2 separate regions of the Oryzias latipes genome follow, and region 2 is linked to region 1. A link is a contact called in public Hi-C data. All regions are on one chromosome and are shown on one strand. The core of a region is the stretch at or near the end of the contact, and the rest is flanking DNA. Distances in the headings are between cores, read along the strand shown. Region 1 holds the start of tshz3 (teashirt homolog 3). Region 2 has its middle 8.7 kb from the start of LOC111946757.

Evidence for each region. A called contact is a pair of places that touch in the nucleus more often than the background predicts.
Region 2: a contact with region 1 is called in a Hi-C map of embryo, with 2.6 times the contacts expected there. The contact joins the enhancer-like site here to the promoter of tshz3 in region 1. A contact is called at or near these places in 2 of 5 Hi-C or Micro-C datasets (both in embryo).

What each region holds. Positions count from the first base shown.
Region 1 is chr3:35,752,254-35,754,885 of ASM223467v1, reverse strand. tshz3 (teashirt homolog 3) reads right to left here and starts at 1,310. Exons shown (of 3, transcript XM_011494251.3): 1 at 1,176-1,310; 2 at 396-818. The coding sequence starts at 435. LOC105358580 (a long non-coding RNA gene) reads left to right here and starts at 1,613. Exons shown (of 4, transcript XR_002289340.2): 1 at 1,613-1,789; 2 at 1,916-1,978.
Region 2 is chr3:35,935,201-35,937,832 of ASM223467v1, reverse strand. No RefSeq gene overlaps it. Among protein-coding and RNA genes, the nearest start is that of LOC111946757, 8.7 kb to the right of the region's middle. Within about 2 kb of position 1,287, at least 3 of the 8 cell types and tissues checked have an H3K27ac peak or open chromatin away from gene starts, as enhancers often do. A contact at or near this core is called in embryo, where this site is marked.

The DNA of each region.
Region 1 (2,632 bases), core at 61-2,560:
ATATGTTTTTTTTTATTATTGAAAATGTTGGTGGCTTGTTTCCAGATCCGGTCTGACATCTGCACTGGTTTGAGGAAATCTGATCCAGGTCCCAGCAAACAACAACCCCCCCAAAGTGAAAGCCACTCACTTTGAATTTCTGACAACTTCCTACAGAAATAAAACGATACAAATAAAGGTTTTTCCTAAATGTGGATGAAAAGAGTTGCAGCTGAGAGGAATGTTCTGCTGCCTGAAAGAAGCTGCGACGCAGTTCTGCTCCAGCAGAACCGGATCCACAAAATTTGCTTTCGGGTCGGAAAAATAGGAATTAAAAGTAAGTGAGTGACGGGAGTGGGAGGGGGGCAAACAGTGGAAGAGAGGAGGGGGAGTCGGGGGTAAAAAAGGAAGAGTACCTGCGGCGCGCCGCGGCGCTTGCTGCTTCCTCCGCGGCATGACGGCTTCTGGGGCCCGGCAGGGAGTTTGTCTGTGGCCACGGTGATCCGAGGCTGCGTGGGGGATCCGCGGGGCTTTGATACAGTTTCCCCCCCCTGGGTGCGCTCTCAGGGCTCCCACATAGATCGACGTGGGAGTGTGTGAGGAGGGGGCACGCCGTTAGAACGGAGAAAAATGAAAATAAAGACAGAAAAATCAGAGGGAAGCCAGCGGCGCGCGGCTCGGAGCGGTGCGCCTCCCGCGGTCGCCTCGGCTCGGATGGGAGCTGGACCAGGCGGGAGGAGGAGGATCCGAGGCGGAAAACCGGTCTGGAGAAAAGCCACCGCGCGTCTTCTCGTGTTCCTCGGGGCTACTTCTTGGTGTCGGAGGCGGCAACAGGCGAGCTGCGGGATCAGAGCAAATGATTGCGTCAGTCAAAAGCCCGCAAACGAGGGACACACATCAGAGCTGACACGACTGAAGCCTGCGCCTCTTCTACGGCTCAACCTCTCCGCCGCTGATAGGCGTCACGTAGCTCCCCCTCTCACTCCCTCCGCCGCCCCCTCCTGTCTTTAGTGCCCCTCTCACTCTCTTCCTGACATCCACGCGCTTCCTCCAGCCTCGACCGCTTCAAGCGCGTGCGTAATGTCGCGCGCAGCTCCGGGAAACACGCGCAAACATGCGGGTCTGGCAACAAGGCATAACCCCCCCCCCCCCCCCCCCTCCAAAACAAAAACACGCAGAGACAAACACGCACTCACTTCACGCGCTGATCGTCCACATCCGAGGGATCCTTGCCTCTTCCTCCCGGTGCTCACGCGCACTTCAGAGCCAGCAGCCAAGCAGGAGAAAAGCCATTGTGGAGTCAGACATGAAAAAATAAAAACACTTTCTTTCTTGGGAGGAGGAGAAGGAGGAAGACGAGGAGGTGACTGATTGCGCTGCCCTGCAGGCGGCGGCGGGTTTTCCTCCGAAAGCCTTGAAAGATCCGCAAGTCCTTCGTTCAGGGTGTATGCGCGCAAGCGCGTGCACGCAGTGCTATATCATCTCTGTGCGTGCGCAAATCGATGAGATGCGCGCTTGATTGGGTCCCCCTTGTTGTAATAATGCAGACTAGGAGGAGGAGGCGGAGGAGGAGGAGGAGGTGCTGGAGCGGGCTGCAGGAGCGCGCGGATCGGCACAGTTCCTTCCCGCTTCCAAACCCAGAGCAGACCACCGAAAACACCAACTCCTCTTTTTCTTTTCCTTTTTTCTCTTCTTAACGCGGAGCTATTTAACTCGCGCGTGCAGCTAACAGAACTCCCAGCTCCGCGCACATGCAGGCGCGCCCTCCCTGCTCGACTTTGAACTCAACCAAGTTCTGGTTTCTTTCGAGGTAAGCCCCAAAACCTCCTCGGGCCAGATTTGGAGACTTCAGCTGGATGTGGAGGAGCTCCTCTGCTAGGACCAAACTTTGAGTTGAGTTTGAAAAAAAAAAGCCTCGTGTCTCGCGTTTTTTCAGGAAATCCTCGCAGCGTGGAAACGGTGGATGAGCTCTTCCGGTGAAGGATCAGAGGATGGCGGGGTAAGTCATCAGAGGCTCTCCTCCGTTCTCTGCTCTGAGCCAGATGTGCCGCCGTGGAGGCGCGTCTGTCACTTTGGACTCGGATCTGACCGGGTTTCCGTTCGTCCCGGACGCACCGGGTTTCGTGTCCGCCGCTCGCCGCGTGTCTCCGTGCGTGGCTCCTCTGCGGGTGTTTTCGCCCGAAACTCGCCGCGTCTGTGCGCGCCGCTCCGCCGCGCCGCCGTTAGATCCGCCCAAACATCTGTCCGTCTTTCCATTGGTGCATCCATCAGTGTCACACACACAAACGCGCGCGCTACTACAGCACCCCTCCCACACAGTGTTCAGCCACACGCGCGTGCACGCTGGCCGTACAGGTTTCTCACCCACTCCGCGTGTGACTGACGCACACCTCCCTCAGGTTCGAATCCTTCACATCAAACGGTTGCGCTCCTGAGCCACAAAGCAGAAGGAAGGCGCGCGCCCAACTTTTCATTCAAACTATTTCATTGTTTTATCCGCTCTCGCGGAAAGAAAATTTATAAATTATGACAACTTATATACCATCAAAAACACAATTTAAAGAAGTGAAATACCAGATTTTTGTCATCAATTGTGGCAAAAACGCACCACACTGACATTTCTGCAGCTTTTCAGAAAACATTTTATGACTTT
Region 2 (2,632 bases), core at 38-2,537, 180 kb before region 1:
TACATGAAATCTTTCCACCTTTATCCACCTTTGTCATGGTAGGGGGAACACCTCAATGTAAGGGGGGGGGGTCATCTAAAATAGCACAAGGGGTAAATGGTGTTCCACAGGGTTCTGTCGTTGGCAACCTTCACTTCTCGGTCTGGACCACATTTTTGATCCATCATTCTCCAGTTTTTCTATAAGGAGTCAGTTTAGCTCGTGCTGGTTTGCGGCACCTTCCGTCCGTGAAACCAGGGTTCAAATCCGGGCTGCTCCCTGTTCCCCTCTCTGCTTCTGTGCCGGTCCCAAGCCCAGATTAATTGAGAGGGTTGCATCAGGAAGGGCATCCAGCATAAAACATTGCCAAGTTAACCATGTGACTCATCCTCAAAGGAGAGGTTGTTTCGCTGTGGTGACCCCTGATGGGAAAACCCGAAAGAGAACGACAATTCTCCAGCTTTTCTATGCTGATGACTCAGGTCTTCCTGTCCTGATGAGGACATAGTTCTCATCATCTCTGCACCTTCAGGACTTCAAAGGTCAAAGTCCCGGTCTTTCCTCTTTGCCCTTTTAGATCCTCAGAAGTCCTTGTTCCGCATACCCCTTGTGCTGTCTTAGATGACCCCCCCCCCCCTTCCATTGACGTGTTCTCCCTACCATGACAAAGGTGGATAAAGGTGGAAAGATTTCATGTAATCCATGGACACCAGTGAAGATCACAAATCCTATTGTGAACAGAAGGGGGCGACAAACCATCACGCCAGAAAGTTTCATTACAACATGACTCCTCCTGTTTTTGCCATCGTTTAAAGCGAGTTTAAAGCAGCAAAAACACGACAGTAAAATTCGTTTTTTGTCATTTTCAGTGTCATAAATGAGCCTTCACTTCACTTTCATTGTTTCTAAATATAAAAGCATTTTTACTGACTTCACAATGACGTAAGAACAGTTTGTGGATCAGGAAATGCTGAGTGTCATTCCGCAGGAGTCCTCTAGGGGTCACACTTTCACACCTCCCAGGGAAGGAATGAGCAGACCACGAAGCATTCTGATGACTCCACACAGGTGCGTGAGCTGCAACGTGCAGGTAAACAGCCATGCCTGTGTAAACAGCCTGTGTGAGGCCGTCCAAAGCCTGGAGGACCCTGTGAGGCTGTCTCAGTCAGGGCCCGACTCGTTTGGATGAAAGTCTGCTGGATTTGAGCGCGTCTCTGTGCACGTTTGCATAGTTTGTGACACACACTCACACAGACACACTTACCTTCCCTTGTTCTCCATGCACGTGCACGGAGATGATGCTCTGCAGTTGTTTCTCTTTGGGCAGATGGTGACCTGCAGATGACCCCCCCCCCCCTCCGCTGGAAACGTGGAATCCATGCACAGCTGCAGTTTGACCACTAGAGGGCGGCAGATACCAGGCTGTGCTGCAAACCTGCTCAGACTGAACGCTTTCATTTAGAGGAAATAACTGTTTCATTTTTTACATTTTACTTTTATGTCAGTGAAGAGCTTTTAAATACCTGGCTATAAAAACATTTGATCAAAGAATCGGCTTCAAAACCAAAAAAACATATTTTTATAATAATCTAACTATTTATAAAAATCTTTTTTACATTTTTGATTCATTAATTTTTTTTTTAGTCAATGTAATTTTTCCCCCCAGTTTTTATTTTTAGTTCAAATAGAAAACATTTTTTTTAAATGATCACAATTGTTTAATAAAAAGGGATTTAAATTTGTTTTTCAGCTTTAAGTCATTAACAAAGAAGCAACTAAATGCATGTCTGTGGGTGTTTCTGTGCATGTGTGTTTGTGTATTTGTTGGTGTGTGTATGTTTAAGTGTGTGTTTATAATTGTTGAAATCTATTATATTTTCTAAAGCTGTAATAGAGAGGGTTGGTGCAGTTTTGTGTCTCTTTTTTTAATTAATTAATATTTTTCTCTTTTGCTTTTTGTTCTTTTTTTTAGCTCTTTTATTTTATTTGATAAAAAAAGAAGATTGTCCAAAAGTACCTTTTTTCGACTGGTATGCATCTATTTGTGCAAATCTGTGTGTGTGTGTTTTCTCACCTTTATTTATGTATTTCTGTTGTGATTTTGTGCATGTGTGTAGATGCACATATGTATAAGTGTGCTTATATGTGTGTGTTTTAATTTTTGTTTATCTGTGCACGTATGCATGTGTTTGTGCATGTAAATGTGCGTGTTGTGTGTATTTAAGCATGTGTTTTTTTCTGTGCTGGTGTAGTTTTGCATGTATTTGCATGATCGTGCATGTGTGTGATTGTTTGTGCATGTGTGTGTGTGTGTTTGTTTAGGTGTGTAAACCACCATATGTATATTTCCTAAACGTATGTGCTTTTACACAAGTGTTTGTGGGAGTGTGCATTCATGTTTTTGTTTGTTCATGCATGTATGCATGTGTGAGTGTACATGTATTTGTACATGTAAGTGTGTTTTTGTTTGTTCATGTAGTTTTGCGTGTGTATATTTGTGCATGTATGCATGAATCTGGATGTGTTTGTGTGTATATCTGGGTTTTTGTGGTTGTGTTTTTTTTGTATGTCTGTATATACGTGTGTTTGTGTGCACGTATCGGTGTGTGTGTTGCTGTGAGTGTCTGCGCACCCCCCCCCCCCCCCTTATGAA